2 separate regions of the Mus musculus genome follow, and region 2 is linked to region 1. Evidence: chromatin contacts called from public Hi-C data. All regions are on one chromosome and are shown on one strand. The core of a region is the stretch at or near the end of the contact, and the rest is flanking DNA. Distances in the headings are between cores, read along the strand shown. Region 1 has its middle 16 kb from the start of Gm27211. Region 2 has its middle 230 kb from the start of Gm27211.

Region 1 (7,596 bases), core at 1,471-3,970:
AAATCCTAACTCACAGTGTGACTACACAGTAGTTCCTCCATGTCTCCACAGGCTTAGTTCCAAGAGCAACCTTGGATGCCAGAGTCACAGATGCAGAAGTTATGTGAAATTGTGTCACAGCCGTGAGCATTTCCATAGAGTCAACATGCATCCTCTGGTAGATATTAGACTGGCCTCCCTAGCTGACCCTTTGGCCTCATCCTCTCCTTTGGTCAGGAAGAGAGTCTTAGGGAACTTATAATTTCTTAGGGTCCACTGCTTCACTAGTCTGACAGCTAAATGGAGGAACAAAGGATCTCTTTAGCTCCATTCTGGACAGGCAGGCTGATTACAGAGTGGAGAGATCAGCTCAAGGTCATTCATAGCAAGTTTGAAGGCAGCTTGGGTTACATGAGACCCTGTCTCAAAATAAAAATTAATGAAAGAAAAAAATGAACATGGGGAAAAATACTTTGCCTTTGTTTTGTTTTGTTTTGTTTTGTTTTCTTGGCCCTGCTTAGAAGCATTTTATATTTACAAACATGCCTGGCTTTGGACTAGTCACTCCACAAGAATGTGTTAGCCATTGGAGGCCATTGGCGTCCATGCCAGACAGAGACAGTTTGGTCTTCAGGCTTCTTCTGAAGCAAGATATTTCTCACAACCTGAAGCTCAGGCACAGCCTATGCCTCGGGGTCCCTGTGAGTTTAGTTGTTTGTTTCCGTGGGTCTTCCAGCCCTCCTGGCTTCCTTCCTTGTGGCTGCTGTGGTATTTTAACACTGGGCAAGAGAGGGGGAACCAACCTGTGAGCCCAACTCAGTTCATCATCTAATCAAAACAATCAGGACTCTCCAAAAGCAACTGGGTGGTGTGGTTGAACACACACTGTTCTTGGCTAGTCGGTATTAAAAGCAGAGTGAACATTATAAAGAGCAGCCATCCCCCTGCTCTGTAGTTAGCTGGGGTTTTCCACGGCTTCAAAAGAGGAGAAATTGAGAAGGACATTCAAAGGCAGTAGATGTGCCCTCGGAGCTGTGAAAAGAAATAATAGCGGCGAACCCCTCCGCTTCCTGGGTCACCATGGCAAAGACCCACTTTTATACAAGATCCTCCTGAGACACAGACAAATAGGTATTTCTTGGCTAAACTAAAGACAGCTTTATTCCCATACTTAAAAAGAAGAGCCACTTCAAAGGTTGCCGTCCTCTTCGTGCGGACCACTGGAGCTCTGGCTTTCAACCTTGCTTCCAGAGTTCTAACTCACCAGCACCCTAATAAAAATTCACAATAGCTTTTTAAAATATGTGTAATCCAGATATCACGTGGAATTGACCTATTTCACAGTGTCTAGATAAAGAAAGATTAAAGATCACTATTTTCAGATTGAAGGGGAACGTAGTGCCATCCTGCCCAGTTCTGGCTCTGGGATGACCCCACACTTCTGCCTCTAAGTGAAGAGTGAGGTCAGGGACCCTTTCCCACACACTCCTGTGTGTCTCATGCTTCTCTTATGATGGGCTGCTCCTATCTTTAATTTCTACATAACACATCTTTGCAAAAAGGCATTTGAGTGAATAGAAAATATTACCAAAGGCTTGGGAAATAAAAGTCTATACTGCTACAACAAGAATATTGTGGATAGCCCTGGGGCTAATTATATTTGATGTTAATTCTGTTCTCCTGTGAGGCGTTGTGAACAAGGAATGAGTCAGCACTTGGGTGATTTCCTGTAAACCTTCTTCCCACCATAATTTGTAAAATAGAGCTGATGATTGGGCAGATAAAGGGAATGTGGAGTGGAAAGTTGAGAGAGAGAGAGAGAGAGAGAGAGAGAGAGAGAGAGAGAGAGAGAGAGAGAGAGAGAGAGAGAGAAGAAAATGGGAGAGAAAGAGGACACAGAGGAGGAAGAAAAAGAAAAGCAGAGCAGAAGCCCATGGCCTGGAGAAATCACAAATTCTAAGGGGTCTCATAGATGTGGAAGATGGTAACGTAGCGGTAGATCTGCCCAATCTAGGCACACAGCATGAATTCATATTGTGTTTTCATTGCTGGGGCATATTTGGGTTGGAGATTTACTGCAACACACGAATACTTTAAAAATTATTAACATTTGTACTGATAAACACAATGGGCTATTTCCTTCCTGTAGATGCCAGCCTCTGCCTCTGTCCTGGCTGGGCTCCTCTCTCTCCTCTTCACCCTCTGGTCTGTCCTGTCCTTCATCTTCAAACCCCTTTAACTCTTTGTTTCAAGGTACTCTGCTTTCACGGCTGTAGGTATATCCAGGCTCCCTGTCCAGACCCACACTCTCTCTCCTCTCATTGGATCAGTTTAAGATTTGGTTGCATATGGACTGTGAAGTTGAATAATATTTTTTTTTCTTGAAAGCTTTTCTAGTTTCTATTATATTTATTATTATCACTGTTACAACTATTGTGTTGTGGTGATTTGAATAGGTTTGGTTGCCCCCCCCCCCAGACTCGTGTGTTTTCATGCTTGACCCACAGGGAGTGGCATTACTAGGAGGTGTGGCCTCGTTGGAGGAAATGTGTCACGGTGGAGGCGGGCTTTGAGGGCTCCTATGCTCAAGCTCTCTGCCCAGTGCTAACTTCAGTCTCCTCCTGACTGCTTTCCATCATGTAGACCTCTCAGACCCTCCCGCAGCATACACTAATACATCTGTATTTGTGTCCATGATGTCTGCAAGTGCAGGTGTGCATGGGCCACAACACACGTGTGTAAGCCAGAGGACAGCTTTCAGGAGTCTGGTCTCTCCTTGCAACATGGGTTTCAGAGATCAAACTCAGGTCATCAACCTCTTTCAGTTGTTCAACATCCTACGCTGAGATATTCTACACTGCCTTAGGGTTTCTCCAGCTATGAAGAGACAATGTGACTACCGCAGCTCCTTATAAAGGAAAACATTTAACTGGGGCTGGCTTAGAGTTCAAAGGTTTAGTACATCATCATGGAGGAAGCATGGTGGAGAGCAGGCAGACATGGTGCTCAAGAGGGGCTAAAAGTTCTATATCTGGATCCTCAGGCAGCAGGAAGGAAACTGTGCCACTGGGTCTAGACTTCTTCTGAAACCTCAAGGCCCACCCACACCCACACCCCTCACACCCATTCCCCTTACACCCACACCCCCATGACATACTCCTTCCATCAAGGCCACACCTACTCCAACAAAACCACACTTCCTAAAAGTGCCACTCCCTAGTAGTCTATGGGAACCATTTTCATTCAAACCACCACACACACAACTTTCCATTTAGAGTCCTATAGCCAAAGTTAAGGTCAGAGTCTGGGCCTAACAACCCTAAGCAGATAAGCTCAGCCACCCACCCTCAACAGCCCAATCTTAAACAGATAAATAATATTGGAAAGCAGAGAAAAAGAGATCTGTTCAATGTGGTCATACTGGGAAGAGTAACAAAAAAGTCTACTAACCCCAGTTCTACTTTGGGGGTGTCCTGACATATAGTTTAGGCTTAAGTAGAAGGCAAGAGGCATGCATAGCTAAGCCATCCTGGTCAAAGTATGGTCTCAGACATCACCTGCAAGGTAATTAGACAAGTTTTAAGAACTGTATGAAATCTCTTTCTGGAAGGAAAAAAAGTCCTTGCGCTGCCTGGCACCAACCAGGCTTCAACCTTTCCCCAGCATGAGATTCCTGAGAAGACTCCAATCTCCTGTAGCCAAAAGGAGAGGCACAAAAGTCTCTCCTTGGCATGTCTTCTCTCACGTCATGAAGGTATGTATATCCACACACCCTTCACACACACCTTTCGGGTATCCCATTTAAAGAAGAAATGTGGGGGGCTGGAGAGATGGCATAGTGGTTAAGAGCACTGGCTGCTTTTCCAGAGGTCATGAGTTCAATTTCCAGCAACCACATGGTGGCTCACAGCCATCTGTAATAGGATCTGATGCCCTCTTCTGGTGTATCTGAAGACAACTATAGCGTACTTATATACGATCAATCAATAAATAAATAAAATTTAATAAAATAAAGAATAAATGTGGAGAGTGAGTTCCAGGACAGCCAGGGCAATACAGAGAAACCTTGTCTCCAAAAAAACAAAAGCAACCTACACTTTTAAATATGTTTGTTTTACAGACGCCCGTTTGCTTTCTTCACCCCAGCCTCACTAGACTCTTTCTGTTCCTTAGCCTTCCTCAAAACCGCCTTCTTGCTGTCCCTGCAGTCATCGAGTCATCGGAGAGCAGCAGACATGGCCCTGCGCTACCCCATGGCCGTGGGCCTCAACAAGGGCCACAAGGTGACGAAGAATGTCAGCAAGCCGAGACACAGCCGGCGCCGCGGGTGCCTCACCAAGCACACCAAGTTCGTGCGGGACATGATCCGGGAGGTGTGCGGCTTCGCGCCCTACGAGCGGCGCGCCATGGAGTTGCTCAAAGTGTCCAAGGACAAGCGGGCACTTAAGTTCATCAAGAAGAGGGTGGGCACGCACATCCGTGCCAAGAGAAAGCGGGAGGAGCTGAGCAACGTGCTGGCAGCCATGAGGAAGGCGGCCAAGAAGGATTGATGAACCCACCCCCAATAAAAGATCGTTCGTTTTTAAAAAAAAAAAAAAAAAAGAATAAATGTGTAAGCTTTGTCACAGTACCTTGCTCACACAGCTCTCCGCTCATAGCCAGGCAACACTAAAGCTGTCCCCTTTCCCTGGAGTGTGCATCTCTTGTTGACCAATCCAGATAAAAATAGAGGATCCCAAACTAACAGTAGGAGGAAAGCCCCACACAGTTCTGCTCTTCAGCCCCATATTTCCAAGGCCTAGAGGTTGGTTAGTTTTCCTTTCAATGAGAAATGTGACTTAGAAGAGAGTCTGAAGCCAGAGGAAAAACAGATTCTACAGCATCTTAGCTGGGTGTTTAAGGTAAGCAGCCCCAAGATGGCCTCACTGAGGAGCCTAGTCCCTTGTGTGGAAGGGACCAGGGGAACATGCTTAGCTGTGAGGTGCCACACACAGTGTGTGCTTCTCCTAAGATACATAGTTCGTTCTTCACGGGGTCCCAGCCCCAGAGCTCACTTCCCTGACTTCTCCCAAGAGCTGCTCATCTGACCTTCCCTTGCTGGTCTCACCCCATCTCGTTTTCAGGATTACCCACTCCTTTCTCCCACGTCGAAAGTGGGGTTGTCTTGGGGTTTGCTCTTCCCTCTGATGAATGTATCTGTGTTCTGATGTCACCTTGCCAAAGAGGCCTTCACTGCCCAGCCTATGTAAGAACTGTAGGCTCTCATTCCCCACACTCCTCATGTACCTCGAATCATTTTTAACCCTAGCTCTTCCTACTGCTTGGCACATGATATATTTATTTGTTTTTTTTTAATGTCTTCCTACCACACGCTCAAGAATATCATTCTCTAAGAAAAGATATTTTGTATTTTGCTCTGTTCTCAGATTGCCAGTAGAACCTGGAATATAGTAGGTGATCAATACATACTCATTAAGTGGTCAATCCCATTTATCCATCTATCCAGCTACACATCTTCACGGTGCTCAGCATTTATTAGGAACCCTGTGGTTTTTGTTGAAGAGAGGGGAGGAAGGGAGAAGGGAGAGTAGAGGGTGAAAGATGAAAAGGCAGAGAAGCAAGGGTAGATAAAAAAAAATAGGAAAGGAGATGACTGCATAGAGAAAGGGAGAGACAAAAAGAAGACATGGCTAACGAGTGAGTAAGTGGGCAGGTTTACCGAGGCACACATCGCCTTGGGAAATTATAGGAGAGACGGCAACTGTCATTAAAACCAACTGGTGTAAGAAAGAAGACACCAGGTAGTGGTTCATTTCCTTGGTTCAATGATTTACTGTGGAGAGCCGAGAAGCAAGGAAAATTACTCGGAGAGAACCCCAGTCCCAGTGTCTGGTTATGTGAAATAGGAGTTGAAATCAGGCATTAGCAGTGTTTGGCCAGGAGCCACGGAGCGCATTCTTACTTGTTGTTTGAGCTTTTTCAGATGGAGCCATTTAAACGTGCATTTTTAATAGAATGAATAAATGTCTGTAAGCCAAATAATTAGAGATAGTCTAGCAAATCAAGAAAATTGGCCTTTATAAATGAGGAAATAAAGAAGTGGAATCAATCCAGAAAATTATTCATCTGGCTCTGGACAGGAAACCAAGGCTGGTTTTCTCTTTGCTGCTTTAACTGCATTGGGACAGAGAGCCACTCCCTCTCAGCCCCATCTGACTTGCAGGCAAGCCAGGCTGCCTAGCTCTCCTGCTCCAGCAGTTTGCCCATGAGGTACCTGTGAAGATGGCATTGCTACCTGGTGAACAAATGAGCATGGAGCATGCCCAGGAGACAGATTTGCAGCCAAGAGCTCAGGGTCTAAAGTCAGCCTACCCAAATTCAGGTCCCAGATTTGTATTTTAATTACTGTATGGCAGTGGTCACCTTATATAACTTTGTATGTCTCACTTTTTATCAGAAAAGAATTCCAGATGATAACAACTAGCTTATGGTGATATAAGGGATATGGTATTTGCTGAGAATCATTTGATATGATCTCAGTGGGGGAAAGATATGTTTGCAAATATTACCTTTTGGGTGTATGTGTTTGTACATGCTCATGTGTACACAGGTGCACATGTACACAGGTGCACATGTATTCATGTAGAATCCAGAGGAGAGCCTTGGGTATGGGTCCTCAGTTGCTGCTACCTTCTGTTTTTAAAGGTGTGTGTGTCTGTTGTGTGTATGTGTATGAACACATACACACACACACACAGACACACACACACATGTACATACATACACAAATGCCAAAGCCAGAAGAGGGTGTCAGATCCCCTGGAGCTGGAATTCCAAGTGGTTGTGAGTTGCCTAATATGGCTGCTAAGAACCGAGCTCCTATCCTCCTATCCTGTGGAAGAGCAATATGTGCTCTTAACCTCTCTAGTGCCTCACTTCGCTGTTTTGTCTTTTGAGACAATATTTCTCATTGGCCTGGAGCTCACCTGCAGCTAGGCTGTCTGACCAGCAAACCCCAGGGCTTCACCAATCTCAGCCTCCACAGCACAGGTAGCCACCACTGTGCCCAGTTTTTCCTTCTACTTGGGTTCTATGGCTCAATCTCAGGCCCTATCCTTGCCTGGTGATTGATTTATCACCTGAGCCATCCCCCAAGCCTGAATTACATCTTTTCTAATTCCTTTGTGTCCTTTTCCCTTTGTCAGAAATCCCATAGAGGAAGAAAAGTTGTCTTCATTTTATTGATAATGATTCATTTTGAATAACAAAATGTTCTAGGGGGGAAAAGTATGCAGGGCAGGAGAGATGGCTCAGAGGTTAAGAGCACTGACTGCTCTTCCTGAAATCCTGAGTTCAATTCCCAGCAACCACATGGTGGCTCACAAGCATCTGTAATGGGATCCAATGCCCTCTTCTGGTGTGTCTGAAGATATAGACAATGTACTCATATACATAAAGCAAATAAATAATTCTTTTTTAAAAAGATGTAATCATTTTTAATGATTCTATCCATATCCAATCAGTAATTTGTTTTGTTTTGTTTTGTTTTGTTTTTGAGACAGGGTTTTTCTCTCTGTGTAGCCCTGGCTGTCCTGGAACTTGCTCTGCAGACCAGGC
Region 2 (7,596 bases), core at 3,790-6,289, 240 kb before region 1:
TATACATTTATAAAGATTCAGAAACAGGTTCTTTGGTGGGAAATTGAGAAGAACTCAAGTTCTTCTGCTGACAGTGCTGAGGATCTAGACAGACGTTTCTCTCCATCAACCTGTTTCCATACAGGTATGAATCCAGTCGTGTCCTTCTGTTTTCATTTCCAACAGTTCCCATGAGGAACCTAATTTTAGAAGATGGAAGAAACATCCAGCCTCTTGATGCTCTAGTTTTCTACCAAGCAGAGAACTTGAGCCAGTGTGCTTGCTTGTAAACCCATAGACTATCAAACTTCTGTATTTAAAATAAAAATTATAAGGCTTATACTAATATTATTTTTATTGTCCACTACAAATTAATATGATTGTCCTACCCAGTCACCAGAGCAGTTATCATTCTCCCTAATAGAACTGGCGTCATTCATATCTAAGAGGTTTGGATTAACAAACAAGCACACTGTTTTGATGATGGAAAGCTGCAGCCTCTTGGCTATAGAAGGCAGGAAGGGATTCTGCTGTTTTTACAGCTGTGTCACTAAGACAGGGGAATACCTGGTCCCTGGTGTCCAATAATGCCCACTGACTGAGTGACCAGAGAAATGACCGAATGACTGTCACTTTCTACTATATAAGTGAAAGATGCCATGGCCACTCTATAACAGGGAATGGAATCTTCCAGTCCATGACAGTATCACCCAGACCTCTCATTTATGTGATGCAAGTTTCTAGTGTGCTTTGAGGTTTTTAAGACAGTTTGACATGTAGCTTGGACTGGCCAAAGACAAACATTGCAAGTAACAATTGTAAATGCTTTCTAGAATATGAAAAACTTATGATCCCAGTATAAATTTCATTCAAAATGGCCTGTCTCTTGAATAGAAGTAAAGTTAGTATCAGTGAAAATTAGACTAAGATAACCAAAGGATGATTTATATAAGTCTCATGAAAATTGAAAAGTAAAGGTCTATGAAAAAAAAATGAAAAGGAATCAAAATGCCAGAACAACAGAGGAAGAAAACAATAGAGCATCTATGAAACTGAATTCAAAGTGCCAACAGTGAATCCTCGTATACTATTACAGTAAATGTAAATGGCTTAAATTCAATAATAAGAATATAGAGAATAAAAAAGAATCATAGAAAGGATCGAATTTAATTGAATAATAGAAAGAATAAAATTATAATGTAGGAGAATAGAGAAAAAATAGTAACATGCTACCAACCAGAAAGTTACTGCATGTTCAAACTTATAGTCTGAAAGAGATGGGATTAAACACACACACACAGAGAGAGAGAGAGAGAGAGAGAGAGAGAGAGAGAGAGAGAGAGAGAGAGAAGTCTCTCAAGAGAGCTGGGGACATGGCTCAGTCGGTATAGTGTTTAACTAGCATACATGAAACCCTGAGTTCAGTTCTCAGTAGCACATAGAGCTAGAGCGTTGGTAAACCCCTATAATCTTAGCACTGAAGAGGAAGGAGCAGTAATATCAGAAGTTCAAGATCACCCTTGGATAGCCTGAGCTACATGAGACATTGTCTTGAAAAACTCAAAACACCCAAGAAACACCACTAAACAACAGCCTAGGATCAAATGGCAGCACAGCTGAGTTCTACCAGATATTCCAAGAATAATTCACAAATTACTTGTAAATTTCTCAAAAAGAAAGCCAAAGCCAAACTTCCAAGTTCATTGTATAAAGCTGGCACTATCCGATAGCAAAGACAGACAATGAGAACACAACAGAAGCAAGCTTCAGGCTAGCCCTTCTGATGGACACAATACAAATCTACTGAGCAAAATAATACCAACAGATTGAGTACATTAAAAGGAGCACACATCATTATCAAGTGATATTGATTTCTGAGATGCAAGACTGCTTTAAACACAGACCACTCAATTAGTGTAAGCCATGCCAATAAAATAAGCCATGAAATGTGTTATCTCAATTGAGTCTTAAAAATCATGTCACTAAGTTCAACATTCTTTCCTGGAAAAAAAAAATCTTCAACAAACTAAGTACAAAAAGAAATTTCCTCAACATGATAAATCCACTTTTTAGAAGCTCACAGCAAGCATTATAATCAATGTGAGTGACAGCTAATTGTGGTTGTCAATTTGATATGCATGCCTGGAAAGAGCAAATCACAGTTGAAGAATTGTCTCTCTCATATTGGCCTATGGGCATGTCCATAGGATAGTTACTTGATTTCTAATTGACATAAGAGAGCACAGGCCACTATGGGCAATCTCATCACTAGTGGTCCCGGGCTACATAAGCAGAAAGTGGCCGAGCAATCCAGAAGCAGTACGCCAGTACTCAGTTTTCCTCCTTGTCTCTGCCTCAGTTTCTTTTCCTTTTTTCTTTTTTTTTTTTTAACAGTTCCAGTATTTATTGATAAATATATAAGATGGGATCTTTGTAGAAGGCTTGATTCCCTTAGGAGAATGGTAGGGTGGTAAGTCAGGGACTGGGTGAATGGGTAGGGGAGCCCCCTCATAGAAGCAGGTTCTGCCTCAGTTTCTAGTCCAGGTTTCTGTCTTTCCTTCCCTCAGTGCTGAACTGTAACCTGTAAGCTAAAATAAACCTTCTCCTTTCCCTTTTGTTTTGGTGTTTTTATCACAGCAACATAAACCAAACTAGAACAATGGGAAATATTGTAGTCTCTCCTCAATGATTTGCTTCAAAGCAGATGTCTACTCTCCCATTCCTATAAAACACAGAACTAGAGGCTACCAGTAAATCAAGAACAACAACAACAACAACAACAACAAAAAACCAAAAAAACAAAAACACAAAACATAAAGGAAGATATAAAACCATCCCTACATTCATTTACTATGATGCTATACAAAGTAAACCCCAAGCATCTACCAATTAAAAAAAAAAAAGCTTGAAAAAGTAAATAAATTTGATAAAATTGCAAGTAGGTAATGAACATACATTATTACTTGTATTTCTTTACCCTAGTATGAAACATCTTAAAGGAAATCAAGAAAATTCCACTTACAATAGCACCCAAAAAGTAACTAAATATACTTCCTGGGGAGGGGAACATAACCAAAGAAGGATACAATACATACATTTATAATTACAAAGTATCTGTGAAAGAAACCAAAGACGACACAGTAAAGAGACATCCTTTGCCTGGGGATTGACTCACTCTTCACACAAGTCAAAGTGTGGTGGTTTGAATGAAAAATGTCCCCCAAGGCTAATGCATTTGAACTTTTGGATCCCAGATTGGTGGCCCTGTTTGGGGAGGCTTAGAGGGCGTGGCCTTGCTGTAGGTAGCATGTCCCTGGGGGCAGGCTTTAAGAGTTCATGGCCTCTCTCACTTCTGGTTTGTTTCCTGCTTTGTGTTTGCAGTTGAAGTAGTGACCCCTCATCTTCTTGCTTCGGCTCCTGCTGCTATTTCTTCTCCTTACCATGATGGATCTTGTCCTTCTGGGACCATAAAAATAAGTAAACTCTTCCCTCCATAAGTTGTTTTGGTCATGGTGTTTTATCACAGCCACAGAGAAGCAGGTAACACACATGGTAATACACAGATTCCATATAATCCCTCCCAACGTCTAACTGTTTTCACAGAAACAAGACTTCTAAAATTTACATGGAACCTCAAATGATTCCAAGATCCAAGGCAAATAGGAACAGTCCCGCACATCCTTATGCAATAATCACAGTTGGTGTGATAAATAATAAATACCAAAAAAGCATAAATTTTTAATAAAAATAGGGTTTTTTTAATTGTCCCATTCTACTGGGGAATCTACAGGAAACATATTTTAGGAATCCAGATAAAATTCTGAGGAAAAAAAAAAAACCTGTAATTTTAGTAGTCATAATTACCAAAAATTATCTGCCTGTGAACTGTTAACCACTTCAGTGTCCTTGGCATTTCTAAAAATAAACCACCAGCCCTTCCAACGAGAAAACATTCTAATTTTGCAAAGTTCAGATGTGCTGGTTTTGTTCACTGTAGGAAATTTCAGAAGCCACAATGAGTTCTAAGAGCTGATTTCAAGAGCATGGAATCCATTAAAATGTCCCCAAATTTATCTGCATACCTAATCATTACACTGTGGTCTGAAGAAGATGCTCAATAACTGACCAGAAGTGCCCGGTTGTCCTTGTGAACCTGGGTTTGTGCCATCTAAAAAGACCAAGTAGGCTCACTACAGACCTCTGGCCCACCTAATACCGTCCTACCCCCCAAATCCATAAACTGATCGGGATGACAGAACTTCATCTTTTTCTTCTTTTGGTTTTTCGAGACAGGGTTTCTCTGTGTAGCCCTGGCCTCGAACTCAGAAATTCGCCTGCCTCTGCCTCCCAAGTGCAAGGATTAAAGGCGTGTGCCACATCTCAACTAAAGTGAAATGTGTTTACTGCTGTGAGCTATGGTGGCATGGGGGCAAAGTATGGGCTAAAATCGATCAGAGAAATAAAACAGAGAAAAGGAGAAGAGGGGATCTGCAGCTGCAAGGATACCGTGCCCCCAAACCCAGGAGCCTGTTCCCTAGAGACTAGTTTCCTATCCTCAGAGGTAGAAGATGTCTGAACAGGAAAAGCCAGTGAGTTCTCTCGCTGTCTGCATGGGATGTTAGAATCCAGCTGCTGCTCAGGCAGCACCTTACCCTTCTCACAGACACTGACAGGCACCTGCGAGACACTGTGAGTCCCTGGTTAGCACACATCCAGCAGCCTGGCTCTCTCACCTGGCAAGGTAAGATTTTATCAAAGCAGGTGTTGGTGGCCACGCCTTCTGCTTCCCTTCTACTTCTGAGTCCCTCTCCAGCCCCCACCCTATCAGAAACCTTTCACTAAACACAGAAGACCTTTCAAACTGACACAAAATAAAGTCTAAGACAGCTGGACACGGCAGTTAGAATCGTTATTGCTTAGTCATCTGAAATGTCACTACAGGCCAGCGATAGGGCAAGCCTTTCCGGGTAACTTTTATCAAACCCTTCCTGAGCCAGGTACTCTTAGGAGTTACGTTTTTTAAAAGCTTACAAAAATATTAAGCAACTGGGCTAAGGTCACTGTGTTAATGAACTCAGAGCTTCCTCTCACCCCAAAGCTTCCCTCTTTCTGAGTAGCTGAGACGATAGTTCAGTGGCCTTGGCCTAAAAATGTGGGTGGGGCGAGTTGGGCTTGGGCTAATGGCTATTCAGTCAATGCTCACTGGCAGCAGCCTGTCTCAATCTGCTCCAGAGCTATGGTAAAGAAATAGCGGACACTCCCAGCACACACACTGAGAGTCTGATGGTACTTTTACCCTCTGCCACCAGGGGACAGAAAACACATCCTGTGTGATGGACACACAGCTACCTAAAAGGATCAAAACTTTGGCCACTCCCTACTGCCTTACCATCAGAGACAACCTGACTCATCAAGCACATGGGCACCCACCCTCCCCGGGCACCCACCCTCCCCATTCTCTCTGAGAGAGACCTGTAAGATGGGGTCCCACTTTCAGAGCCTGAGCCCCCCTCAAAGCCATCACCATGTTACTGTCATCTACCCCATCAATAGCTCTCCTAATAAACTCCTAAATGACACTGCCTCAGTGTCCTTCTTGAGCCCCAATCTCAAGACCTTTTCAGGGACCAATTAAGTCTACATGGGGGGGGGGGAACAAAGGACATAGGAGGAGGAGAAAAATGACAAGCCACATTTATGTACAGGCTAGTCAGGGACCCCTATGCAAGGACACTAGGAGGCAAGCAAGCCAACAATAGAACCAATGAGGCTAAAGACAGGAACAATCAGAAGTCACCGGGTAGTTTGGCTGGGGTGTCCAACAATTAATTTGACATCCCTATGTTTGTTATGCAAAAATAAACTACCCTGACCCGTGAATCGCATCCTTGATGTGCTCAGATACCTCCTGTGCAGGGATGAGACACCCACTGGGCCTCACTCTGAGGATCCCACATTTCTTCCCTCATTGCTGCGACCAAGTACCTGACAAGATGTGACTTCACAGAGGAAGGATGCTGCGACCTGCCTCACAACTTCAGAGGAAATGCACAGCCATAGAAGCAGGATGCACAGGGGTCACTTAGCTTCCACAAAAGCAGAGAGGGAACAGGAAGTGGGACCAGGCTAGACACCATGCCACGCGTAGGCTCAGAGACACACTTCCTCCAATAAGGCTTTACCTCCTGAAAGTCCCACAAGCTCCCCACACAGCACCACCAGTGGGAGCCAAGCCTTCAAACTCTAGGCCTAGCGGGGACACTTCACATTCCAACCATAACAGATACCCAGCCTGCTTCTAGGAGTCATTTGAAAATGAAGCCAGATGAACGCTTTACATTTAGCTACCAAATTTACCAGTAAACACCTTCTGAGTCATTTTATCCAGCTAACGGGTGTTCCCGAGAACCAGAGATGAAAAGTAAGTAGAGACATTTTTTAGTTGTTGATGGGATCCTGCTGAATCTGCTCTGTGAAACCAGTGTAAATGGCATGCCCAGGGAAAGAAACCGGCAGCCCAGAGGGTTACCGACCCTGTCGAAGCTTGTGGCCCAAGATCCCCCAGAAAGCCTTCACTCCTAGCTGTTTGCTGACATATGATGGCTTTGTCAGCTAATGCCATGGATTTCAGGGCAAGGAACAAAGGGAAGACAGACTGGCTCACCCTTGGGTCATGTCCCACCATGCAACACTTCTTTCTGTCATTCTTTCCCTTTTCCTCTGCTCTCTGCTTCCTCGGCTACATTACACGGCCTTTCTCCTTCTAGAATGTCCCCCAGATATAACAGTGCAGTCAGTGTGCCCTTATTTTATTTCTCATAGAAGTACCAACTAAATGGTCCCAGAAGAGCTGTGTTCCAAATTTAAGAACAGAGTTTGGCTTTGCTTCAAGCATTGCTTGGTTTTCAGGCTGGCCCTGTAAAAGCCCCCCAAGGCCCACCTGAAGCCTCCAGGTCCCTGACTGCAGCTGCCTTTAAACACAGAGAAGAGAATTTCTTTAAAGGATTAAGGGTGAGAAAGTCACAGCTGACACATTGAAATTCAAACCATCATGGGTGGGGGAGGGGAGTCATGAAAACAGCTAGGGGAAAAAAAAACAAAACGTGTCTTTCAATATAAACCTTCTATGTGAGACAGACAGGTACGGGTATGCAAATAATCACTCTGAAGTGAGCCTCTACCTCCCAAGCAGAGCTTTGAATAACTCTCCCTACTGCATTCTTCATCCTCAATCAGCTTCGCCTGACCTTTCCGACAGAGCCTTCAACAGTGTCAGGATCCTATCTGCCTCCATAAATCTCCTCTTCTTGTTTCTTTCAAAAGCACTTGAACCAATCTACCTTGGTTTTTAGCTTAGTGGCTTTTGCATGAGCGTTTTCTCTACTTTTTTTTTTTTTCCTGCAAGGGAGAGGTGCAGTCATGGTTTGACCTCCTAGCCAATCAGACTGGTGCTAGGGGCAGGTGTTAAATGTATTTTATCCATATTCTGAAAGGACAGACATATCTCTGCAGACAGCAGCAGAGCCGCCACCACATGCTGAAGAGTGATCCACACCTGTCTGTGTGCTCAGTTGTTTATGTAGACCAGGCACTTCACTCATGATGTAGGCAAGAATG

The links. A called contact is a pair of places that touch in the nucleus more often than the background predicts.
Region 2: a contact with region 1 is called in a Hi-C map of the G1E-ER4 cell line, with 4 times the contacts expected there. The contact joins two enhancer-like sites. A contact is called at or near these places in 4 of 484 Hi-C or Micro-C datasets (the G1E-ER4 cell line, embryonic stem cells and myeloid progenitors) and 1 of 9 other capture datasets (embryonic stem cells).

Annotation. Positions count from the first base shown.
Region 1 is chr9:73,172,360-73,179,955 of GRCm38.p6, reverse strand. It overlaps the pseudogene Gm5745. Among named protein-coding and RNA genes, the nearest start is that of Gm27211, 16 kb to the left of the region's middle. Within about 2 kb of position 2,720, at least 10 of the 459 cell types and tissues checked have an H3K27ac peak or open chromatin away from gene starts, as enhancers often do. A contact at or near this core is called in the G1E-ER4 cell line, where this site is marked.
Region 2 is chr9:73,413,839-73,421,434 of GRCm38.p6, reverse strand. No RefSeq gene overlaps it. Among named protein-coding and RNA genes, the nearest start is that of Gm27211, 230 kb to the right of the region's middle. Within about 2 kb of position 5,039, at least 5 of the 459 cell types and tissues checked have an H3K27ac peak or open chromatin away from gene starts, as enhancers often do. A contact at or near this core is called in the G1E-ER4 cell line, where this site is marked.